2 separate regions of the Xenopus tropicalis genome follow, and region 1 is linked to region 2. The links are chromatin contacts, called in public Hi-C maps. All regions are on one chromosome and are shown on one strand. The core of a region is the stretch at or near the end of the contact, and the rest is flanking DNA. Distances in the headings are between cores, read along the strand shown. Region 1 holds the start of ppp1r21 (protein phosphatase 1 regulatory subunit 21). Region 2 has its middle 24 kb from the start of foxn2.

Region 1 (4,773 bases), core at 451-2,950, 60 kb after region 2:
TGCCCTGCACTGGTAAAAGCTGTGAGTTTTGCTACAGAAACACTCCTATAGTTTATATAAATAAGCTGCTCTGTAGCTGGAAAAAGGAGAAAAGGCACAGGTTCTATAGCAGATAACAGGTAAGCTCTGTAGAATATAATGGCGTTTTATCTGCTATGTAACCTGTGCCTTTTCTCCTTTTTTCCAGCTTGAATGGCTGCCCCCATGGCTTTGTTTATATAAACTACAGGAGTATTTCTGTAGAAAAACCCACAACTTTTACCAGTGCAGGGCAACAGTATATTATACTGTAATTACTTTTATACACTATCGTTTTTTAGTATTACTGACAGACAGACATACAGATAGGTATGGATAGTTAGGTAGGTAGATATATAGCTAGGAATGTAGATAGATAAAAAGACAGATATAGACAGTTTGGTAGTTATATATACACAAATAGATAGACAGCCATTATTAGATAGATAGATGATAGATAGATAGATGATAGATAGGAGAAAGGCAGGTTGATCAGCTACTGATACTCAATACTCAGACAGATGGAGACAGGCAGGTAAACAGATACAGATAGACAGACATTATAGACAGATACAGACAGACAAGAAAAAAGATACAGATAGACAAATAGATAGACAGAGACAGTTAAGCAAGTAAATAGATAGAAAAATAATAGGTAACTAGAAAGGGAAGTTTAAGAGCAAATGACTAAAGCTGGCCATACACGCACCGATAATATCGTAAGAAACCTTGTTTTGTACGATATTCGGTGCGTGTATGGCAAGTCGGTGAGTCGACCGATATCGCAGGAGGCTGCTGATATCGGACGACTCGCCGATCGGGCGGGTTTAAAGATTTTGATCGTCAGGGCTGAATCGGCAGAAGGAGGTAGAAATCCTATTGTTTCTACCTCCTTATCTGCTGTTTCAGCCCTGAACGGTGTGTGGCCGATTGTACAATCTTTTGTGCGACCATCGCCACGTGTGTGGCCACCTTAAGCTGTTCCAGTTTGGGATGTGCAGCCTCAAAGCTCAAAGCCTTGCCAGCAGTTTCAATTTCCCCAGAAAAGGGGGCTGCTGTTGGCCCCTCCCACTTTGGGTCATCCAAAAAATATTGTGGTGTCATTTGGGGTGACCCCATTATTATATCATTCAAGTTTGGGGGGTGTAGCTTCAAAGCTGTAAGAGTAGCAGCAGTTTGAAAATCGTCCCTGTCAAAGTCAATGGGAAAATTGGGGGGTTCGGAGCGGCGCCACAAAAAGACGGGGGGCGGGATCGCTTAGAAAAGAACAAGCAGCCTGCTCCGCTATAGGGTGAAGATGTGTGGGGAGTTTGGGTGCTGTACCCCTAAAACTGTAGGAGGAGTAGCGTTTAGAAAATGGGGGGCGCTAAGAAGATTAAGAAGAGTGGAAGTGGCTGAAGTGGAAGAAAAATAGGTTGGATTTTTCAACCCAATATAATAACTACACTGACAGAGATATATATATATACAGATAGTTAGGCAGATACATACAGATAGAGATATAGGGTCAGTAAGTGTAACAATATAGTGGCACACAGATATATAGCTAGGAACGTAGGGAGACGGATACAGGTAGGTAGGTAGGTAGGTAGGTACTCTCTCCCCGGGTAAGAGTATATCAGGAGCTATAAGAGGGCGGGCCGTATTCCCACACCCAGGGCTAACAGGCCATAGCGCGCACTAGCGGGGGGATAAGGGAGGTGCAGTGACGTCACACCGAGCGGTAATCGGTACGGGCCGGAAGTCTGCGTGTAGGCAAGGGGCAGGCACGTCGCTGTTGTGTGACGCAATGTGTGTGCGCCGCCAGCTGACGAGGAAGAGAAGTTGCGTATAAGGGTGTGATACCCGAGCTGGGCGGAAAGACATAGAGTCCGACAAGGCGGCTTTGGGTGCGTCAGACTGTGCTAGGCACAGCGGGACTGTATGGGGGCAGTGTGAGAGCCGTGTAGGGGAGGCTCCATGCACACACCCAAACCGCTTCTGAGCTCCGCACATCATTCCCAGCAGGGGGCAGTACAGTATCCATGTGTTTAGAGTAGGTGCGGTACAGTATCCATGAAGTTATTCTCTGCTGCACACATGGATACTGTACTGCCTCACCCCCATCGCTCCTACTCAGTCAGGTGGCGCTGATATTGCGAGCTCACAAAGTCACACAGCCTGACAGACGCGGGACTGCCCTTGGCCATTACAGCACAAATAATTCCAGCCTACCCGCGTCCTTCCGATACCGATTCCGCCGTGACGCGCTCTGACACGCAGCAGCGACTCCGGGGCCCACCAATCAGAGACGCCGCCGGTGTCCATGTGATGGGGGGGAAGCGGCCCAGCTGCCATTTTTGACACTGGCGGTATATTTGGAATCTTTGCCCATAAAACCGCTTTTCATTTGCGCATAATAACAGCGAGACACGCAAACCTCGGCGGGCCGGATTGATATCACCAACGGGCCGTAGTTTGCCCACCCCTGCACTATAGGTTCCATATTATGATATAACTTACTATCATACAGTAAAACCATAGCCTGGGCATCCCCATACAGACAGCCTCATACAGCCAGACCAACATCCCTGATATAGATCAAAGCTTTAGCATCTCCACATACAGAAACAAGTGCTTCAGCCTCCATTGAATTACTGACAAGCACCTAAAATGGCTACTGCTGACTTACAGGGAAAATATCAGAAGCTGGCACAGGAATATTCAAAGGTAATTTCTATTTTTAATAGACAATGTTGTTGCATTGCTTATTGTATTGTAGAACTTCTCCTCCAAGGGGGTGGGAGGGCTGTTAGCTAACATAGGCGCTAGTTTGCACTAGTGCACTTACCTATGGCGCCATGCAGAGATTGGTGTAGATTAGTCTGTTAAATAAAAATGTGTAACCCTTTCTTGGCACATTCACTTAATATTGCGCTGTATGTCAGGAGATATGTGTTCTCAAAGTAATATTGATACTGGGAACTGGGAACAGCGCAGTGCCTCCACCTAGTGGACACTGAGGAACACACCTCCACCAGGAAATAATCTCACACAGCTTTTGCAGAAATGTTGAACTTTATATAACTGTTGGAGTTGGAAGTTAACACTTTATGTATAAATGATTATCCTGCTCTGAGGAACCGATGTAGTTTATCCACAGCTGGCACAGACAGTCTCTATAGATGCCCAATCCCCACTTGGATCCGGATGAACCACAACCCTTAGGTTAGTTCAGTCCCTTCCCCAAGAGCTCTTTAGTCCCCCCAGGTAGCGCTACCTGCCCCAGAGTACCTTCCCTTTATAAAGGTGGCTGCTCCCACGTAGCAGGCAAACGAGCAATACCTGTTCACAGCAGGGGACACACACAAGAGATACCACAGAGGACTAATTTCTTCCTGGCAGCCCAGCAGACTTTTATCCTTTCAAGTCTAAAGGTGGCCATACACGGACCGATTTTTTACTTACAAACGACCAATTCCCGAACGATCCGATGCTATCGTTAAGTTATCGTATAGTTGGTGGTGTACGAACGATCGTCGGCCCACTAAACGAGCCGACATTATCGTCCCCAAAATCGATCGGCCAGGTTTAAAAATTTTGGTCGTTTAACGATAAAATCTGCCAGTTGGTGTGAGTGTCAGACATTTGTCTTTCAACAATTGTTCTCTGCGCATGTCACGATTGCCAGCAGCGGAAGTCAACGACATTCGATCGTACGTATATGTACGATCGTACGTATTTTACGATAATGATGCGACGAAATCTTTCCCGAATTATCATTGCCCGTGGATGGCATATCGTATGGGAACTTGATCGCCATACGATCGTTTGTCGATATAATCGTTCATCGCACAACGAGCGAAATCGCCTCGTGTATGGCCACCTTAACACACAATACTTTGTCTGGCTGCTCACTCTGTATCTCTTTCACTCTGGCAAACAACAACAGGGGCTCCCTTTATAAACTGCTGGGCCCGCCCCTAGATTTTTGGCTCCAAACCTTAAGCACACCTCTCCCAGACATGCACTGGGGCATCCAGCCAATCGGGTCCTCCCCCAGGCTGTAGCTAGGCTGGATGATGTCACAGACTGAGAAACAGGGGGCATGGTTCTCTGATCCCCTACATATGATTGACAGCTGGGATTTTTAAATGCTTTTATAATGGTCATCGATGTGTTAACAAAAAATGGCTTTTGGTTTCATATTTAATTTGAAAAGGGCTTTTATTATACATGTATATATGCCTGGGTGACAGGTCCACTTTAAACTCTCTTCCACTATTTTGGGAGTTGGCAGAACCCCGAATCCTTTGTGAAAGATTTGACCGAATACAGAAACCAAATCTTACTTTGCAAATGCAATAAGGCCACAGAAAGGTTAAAGAGAGCCGCGCACATGGTGAAAAATATTAAGCGTCTGTGTTTATGTGTGAAAAAGTCATATGATTTTAAGGATTTGGATTCGTCCGAATCCAAATTTTGCTGAAATAGACTGAATCTTGGCTGAATCTCAAACCGAATCCTGGATTCATTGCATCCCTATTATTGTTACTTTTTATTGCTTATCTTCTTGTTCAGACCCTCTTTTGTTTATCTTGTGGTCACTCATTGCCCTGCCTGGTTGCTAAGGTGAACTGGGCCCCGGCAACCAGATAGCTCCTGAATTGCCAAAATGAAAAGTTGTCGGACAGCTAAATAATTTAAAAAATGAGGATGTATTGCAGATTCTCAGAATATCACTGTCTTCATATACAGGTATGGGACCTGTTATCC
Region 2 (4,856 bases), core at 361-2,860:
TCATACAGGCAGTTTAATTGTTTCCTGATTAAATTGGTGGGGGGGAGATGCACAGTATGTAAAATTAGTTTTGTGTCTGAGATTCTAGCTATCTAGAGCATTCAGCCCATAGTGGTCAGGCATCCAGTCTGAAATCCACTGTCAATTATCAGAGTGACTGAGGTAAGAAAGCTTAGCAAGGCAAAGTGAATAACCCCATGGCAGTGATCCATTATGTCTCTTTGTGAGAAGCTGATAGGACTCCATTAGTACAGATATAGGATACCTTATGCAGAAACCCATTATCCAGAAAGCTCCGAATTATGGAAAGGGCATCTCTCAGAGACTCCATTTTAATCAAATAATTAAAAAAAATTTAAAAATAATTTCCTTTAACACTGTAATAATAAAACAGTACCTTGTACTTGATCCCAACTAAGATATAATTACCCCTTATTGGGGGCAGAACAGTCCTATTGAGTTTATTTAATGGTTAAATGATTCCCTTTTCTCTGTAATAATAAAACAGTACCTGTACTTGATCCCAACTAAGATATAATTACCCCTTATTGGGGCAGAACAGCCCTATTGGGTTTATTTAATGGTTAAATGATTCCCTTTTCTCTGTAATAATAAAACAGTACCTGTACTTGATCCCAACTAAGATATAATTAATCCTTATTGGAGGCAAAACAATCCTATTTGGTTTATTTAATGTTTAAATATTTTTTTAGTAGACTTAAGGTATGGAGATCCAGTTACGGAAAGATCCCTTTTCCAGAATACCCTAGGTCCCAATCATTTTGGATAGCAGGTCCCCTACCTTTAGGAGCAATGCTAGGAACAGTAACACATGAAGACTTGCATACATAGAGTTTGCAAAGGGCTTGTGGCTATTTATTTTGAATTGGAGGCTAAAATGAGCCCTGTAATTTACTCACTGAGCAGGTAGTAAGTAAAGGGTTAGCATTTCTGCATTGTATCTCCAGGGCATGTAAGGCGGCCGCCGGCTGATTCAATCCTTTCAGACTGAGGCAGCAGTTTACCTGCTCATGGAGGAGGCTTTCTGACAAGCCTGCCAGACTGATATTTGGGCAAAATATTGTCCAGATATTGGTTTAAAAAATTTCTTTGGGGCAAGAACCGTCCACTGTGGTCCTGATCCTGACGGCCTGCATATTAATGCAGGCCTTGCGCTAATCTGAATGATCTGATCTGAATGATCCAAATGATTCTCTCTGGCGGATATCCAGGCCCGGATTTGTGGAGAGGCCACAAAGGCCCGGGCCTAGGGCGGCACAATAATCATTTCCTATAATGATGTAAGTCCACCATGCACGACATTTACAAACAAGTGCAAGTTTTACTTCAAATTCATTTGACTCAAAAAGAAAAAGTATTTTGGCACTGTGGCACCCCTTTAAGTGCTGTTATTGTGATTAGATTTCTTCCATAAAGAATTACACATGCAAACTGTAACATGCAAAATAACAACACAAAGTGTCAGGGTTGCTAAGATATCACTGCTCCCATTGTACATAGCCACGGGGGTCGCATTCTAAGGGCAAGTGTGGAGAAGCTGCTGCTTGGCTCCAAGCCACACATTCTGATTGCAGGCCGTTAGTCAATTAACTATACACCTTCCCCGGTTGCTGCATTGGGCCGGCGTGGCTTGGCTGTGCTGGCTTCTATAACGACAAGCAGCAGATGGCTAATTACCATGAGCGGCATCGAGGCTTCTGAATGTCACTTGCTCTCCCTAAGAAAAGTGCAGCTGCGTCTGAGCATGTGAATAGGCCATTGCTCCAAGCATATAACACAATTCTGAACCATTGGAGGCAAAGGAAAAAGCCCAGACAGATGGCCCGGGGTGATGCCGACAGCGAATGTAATGTCAGGAGATTAAATCCCAAGAAATGCCTTGGCAACAACTCTCCTCTAGAAGAGCTGCGAGGGGACTGAAATGGAATGTGGGACCTCATACCCAAGAATTAGAATTTGTTTTGCTGTGGGTTTTCTTTTTTTCAGGGCTAATACTAGAAAAAGCGGCTGTGGTTAATGTGGCAAATAAGGGTCCATGACTTGGAAGAAAACAGTGATTAAAACCTTAACCCCCTTGTCCCCCAGCTGGTGCCTAACTACAGTTCCCAGCACCCTCTAACAAGCAAAGGCCGTATACTCTGTTTGTGGCACTGCAGTGCAATAGTGTTGCACCCTCCAAAGGAACCTAAGGGTAGCCATTTTTTTGATGACACTAATGATACTCAATGGTACTAATTACATTTTACTCCGAAAATGCCTTTCCACAGGCAACAGTAGGAGTCACAGTTGGAAAGGCCTATGCATCTCTTGGGCACTTCGTGCAAAGTTGCCTGCAGAAGGAAAGGCATAGGCCTACCACTGGCAACTCCTTTTGTTGCCGGTGGAAAAGCATTTCGGAGCGGTTAGTTGCCCATGGTAGCAGTACAATGAAGCACTGTTTCATCCTTTGCTCAGTGATTGGATCATACTGGTGGGGGGGTCCTTATATAATGTGAAGTTCTCCTGCAATGGGATTTTCAAAGCTGCCCAATACACAGGCCAATAAACTGCTGACCTGATTGAAAAGCAGAGCTGTAACTAGGAGTAGGCAGAAGAGGCAAATCCTTAGGGTGCCACTGACCCTGGCAGTTAAAAAAGCTATTGCCTTGTGGCTACACTTTTATTGTTATTGATATTCTTTAATATTTTTATTTTTTAAAATTTTCAGTGCATACAGAAGCATTGTTTGTTACAAGTATAGTTGCATCGTTATTGATATTCTTTATTTCTTATCTTTCTATTCAGAGCTCTCCTATTCATCTCTGATTCAAACTGCTGCCTGGTTGCTATGGTAAATTAGGTCCTACCAACCAGCTTTTTAGCTTAGTAATTAGAAAAAAAAGACAAAAATAGAAAGTGAAGACCAATTGCAAATTGCCTTAGAATATCACTGTGTGTCCCCACCCCGCCCCCCCCCACCCCCCTAACCCTATTTTTCTATCTCAGCTTAACCCACTATACTATACTACCTTTCTTAACCTATCAACTATAGCCTATTAGAAAAGAGAATCAACCATGCTATCAAAAGAAAAACAAGCATAAAACAAGTACGATGTTGAAACTGTAACCTTTATTGCAATCCATTAAGAAATAACAATTGAATGCAAATCAGTCATGTTGATTGTTCTGTTTCTGTATTAAAAAACTAATAAAAACTTTCAAATAAAAAAAAAAAGAATATCACTGTGTGGTGGCAACTAGTCGCCCACGATACCAGAGATCTATCGCAGGCAACTAAACCGCTCTGAGGGATATCAGCCTAAAGGTGAACCCCTTTTAGTGAGGATGTGACAGGAATGCTGAACATGACTGAGAATGATCACTAGACATTACACTGTGAGGAGGTGCAAGCAGGCCCGGACTTGTTGGCAGGCCACAAAGGCCTGGGGGCTAGGAGGGAAAATTTGGGGGCGTCTGAACCAGGGACTGGGCAGGAAATAGACAGTCCAGCAATCGGTGGGGGGAGGATAGGTGTGTACGAGTGGGTGTAGGTGTACGTGGGGGGTGCGGTGTTTGAGATGTGCCATGGGGCACCCTATCTTAAAATCTGGCCCTGGGTGCAAGCCCTTTCACTAAAAAGCAAGACAATGCTCCTAATTTACCAATATTTCTATGCAGTTGGTCACCGAACCAATGAAACAATAATTTCTATCTATAATTTTCCTCTTTGTCAGCATGTCTGGAAATAACATAACAAAGTTTTTGTATTAAAAGGGGGAATGATGTGTTATTTCTGTGAAGCTCAGGGTAATGCACTGGTGCTAGGTAATAAGAACCGATAACAGGCCAGTTAACCCCCCAATTCTGGTTTGGATTCTAGAAATGAGTGTCTTGTACACAGTTCAATAAAGTTCCATTTAGACAGTGTAACGCTTGAGTAGGTGTGTCAGGGACCAGGGCAGCGCTTGTCTAGTACAAGTCCAAATAAAGAACACAATCAATCACTTTTAGGACAAGCAAGAGGCAGCATCTGTGTGGGAGGCCCTTCTACAATATTATATGTTCAGCAATTATCCTTTTTGCAAGTAGCCCTGAAACAGCTGGTTTTGCCATGGATTATGCACTGCTGTATTCTGACTGCTAAGCTTATTTCACACATATCCAGACCTGAGGGTAGTGGTCATACAGTCTATCAGACATCAAGGTCATTAGTGGCCTAAAGGTGGCCATACACGTGCCAATAAAGGCTGCTGAGTATGGGGCCAGCTGACAGGCTTAGCAGACCAAATCTGCTAGTTGATGTGGTCCTGGTCCAAACTGCCTGCATAGCTTTAATTATGATCCAAACATTGGCCCGAGGGCCAAACAATGAAATCATTCTAATAATGTCCACCTCAAGGTGGGCATCTTGGTGAAAGATCCATTTCATTCGGCAACTTCACCAAACGAGCAGATATTCATGTGTATGGCCAGCCTCTGCTTACTTGCTTGACCAAATGGCATCCTATCCCTGCTGTTTAGGGACAGTATGCTCCAGTGGGTAATAGAGGTTGCAGATTTGGCCCTAAAATAATATTTTGTATATTATAATATAGGAGTTATTTCATAACAGAAATGCATTGAAGTGTCAGAGCCACAAGTCCATAAGGGGCAAAGTAAGGACTAAAGCTGGCCCCACATGTTACATTTTTGAAAAGATCTTTTCGTTATCTTAGGACCAAGCTTATCTTGGAACAATCATTTAAAAGTACAATTTGTCCATCAGTGAAAGCATAATTTCAAGCGATATTGTCTGGTTGAAGCTAGGAAAACTGCCTGCTTGGTCCTGCAAACATTCGGACAATGGGCAAATTTCA

What was found. Hi-C and Micro-C count contacts between places; a contact is called where the count stands out from the background.
Region 1: a contact with region 2 is called in a Hi-C map of neurula embryo, with 5 times the contacts expected there. The contact joins the promoter of ppp1r21 here to the enhancer-like site in region 2. A contact is called at or near these places in 5 of 5 Hi-C or Micro-C datasets (brain, gastrula embryo, liver and 2 more).

What each region holds. Positions count from the first base shown.
Region 1 is chr5:21,222,777-21,227,549 of UCB_Xtro_10.0, forward strand. It overlaps ppp1r21 (protein phosphatase 1 regulatory subunit 21), which reads left to right and starts at 1,701. Exons shown (of 22, transcript XM_002935373.5): 1 at 1,701-2,727. The coding sequence starts at 2,671.
Region 2 is chr5:21,162,876-21,167,731 of UCB_Xtro_10.0, forward strand. No RefSeq gene overlaps it. Among named protein-coding and RNA genes, the nearest start is that of foxn2, 24 kb to the right of the region's middle. Within about 2 kb of position 1,611, at least 1 of the 11 cell types and tissues checked has an H3K27ac peak or open chromatin away from gene starts, as enhancers often do. A contact at or near this core is called in neurula embryo, where this site is marked.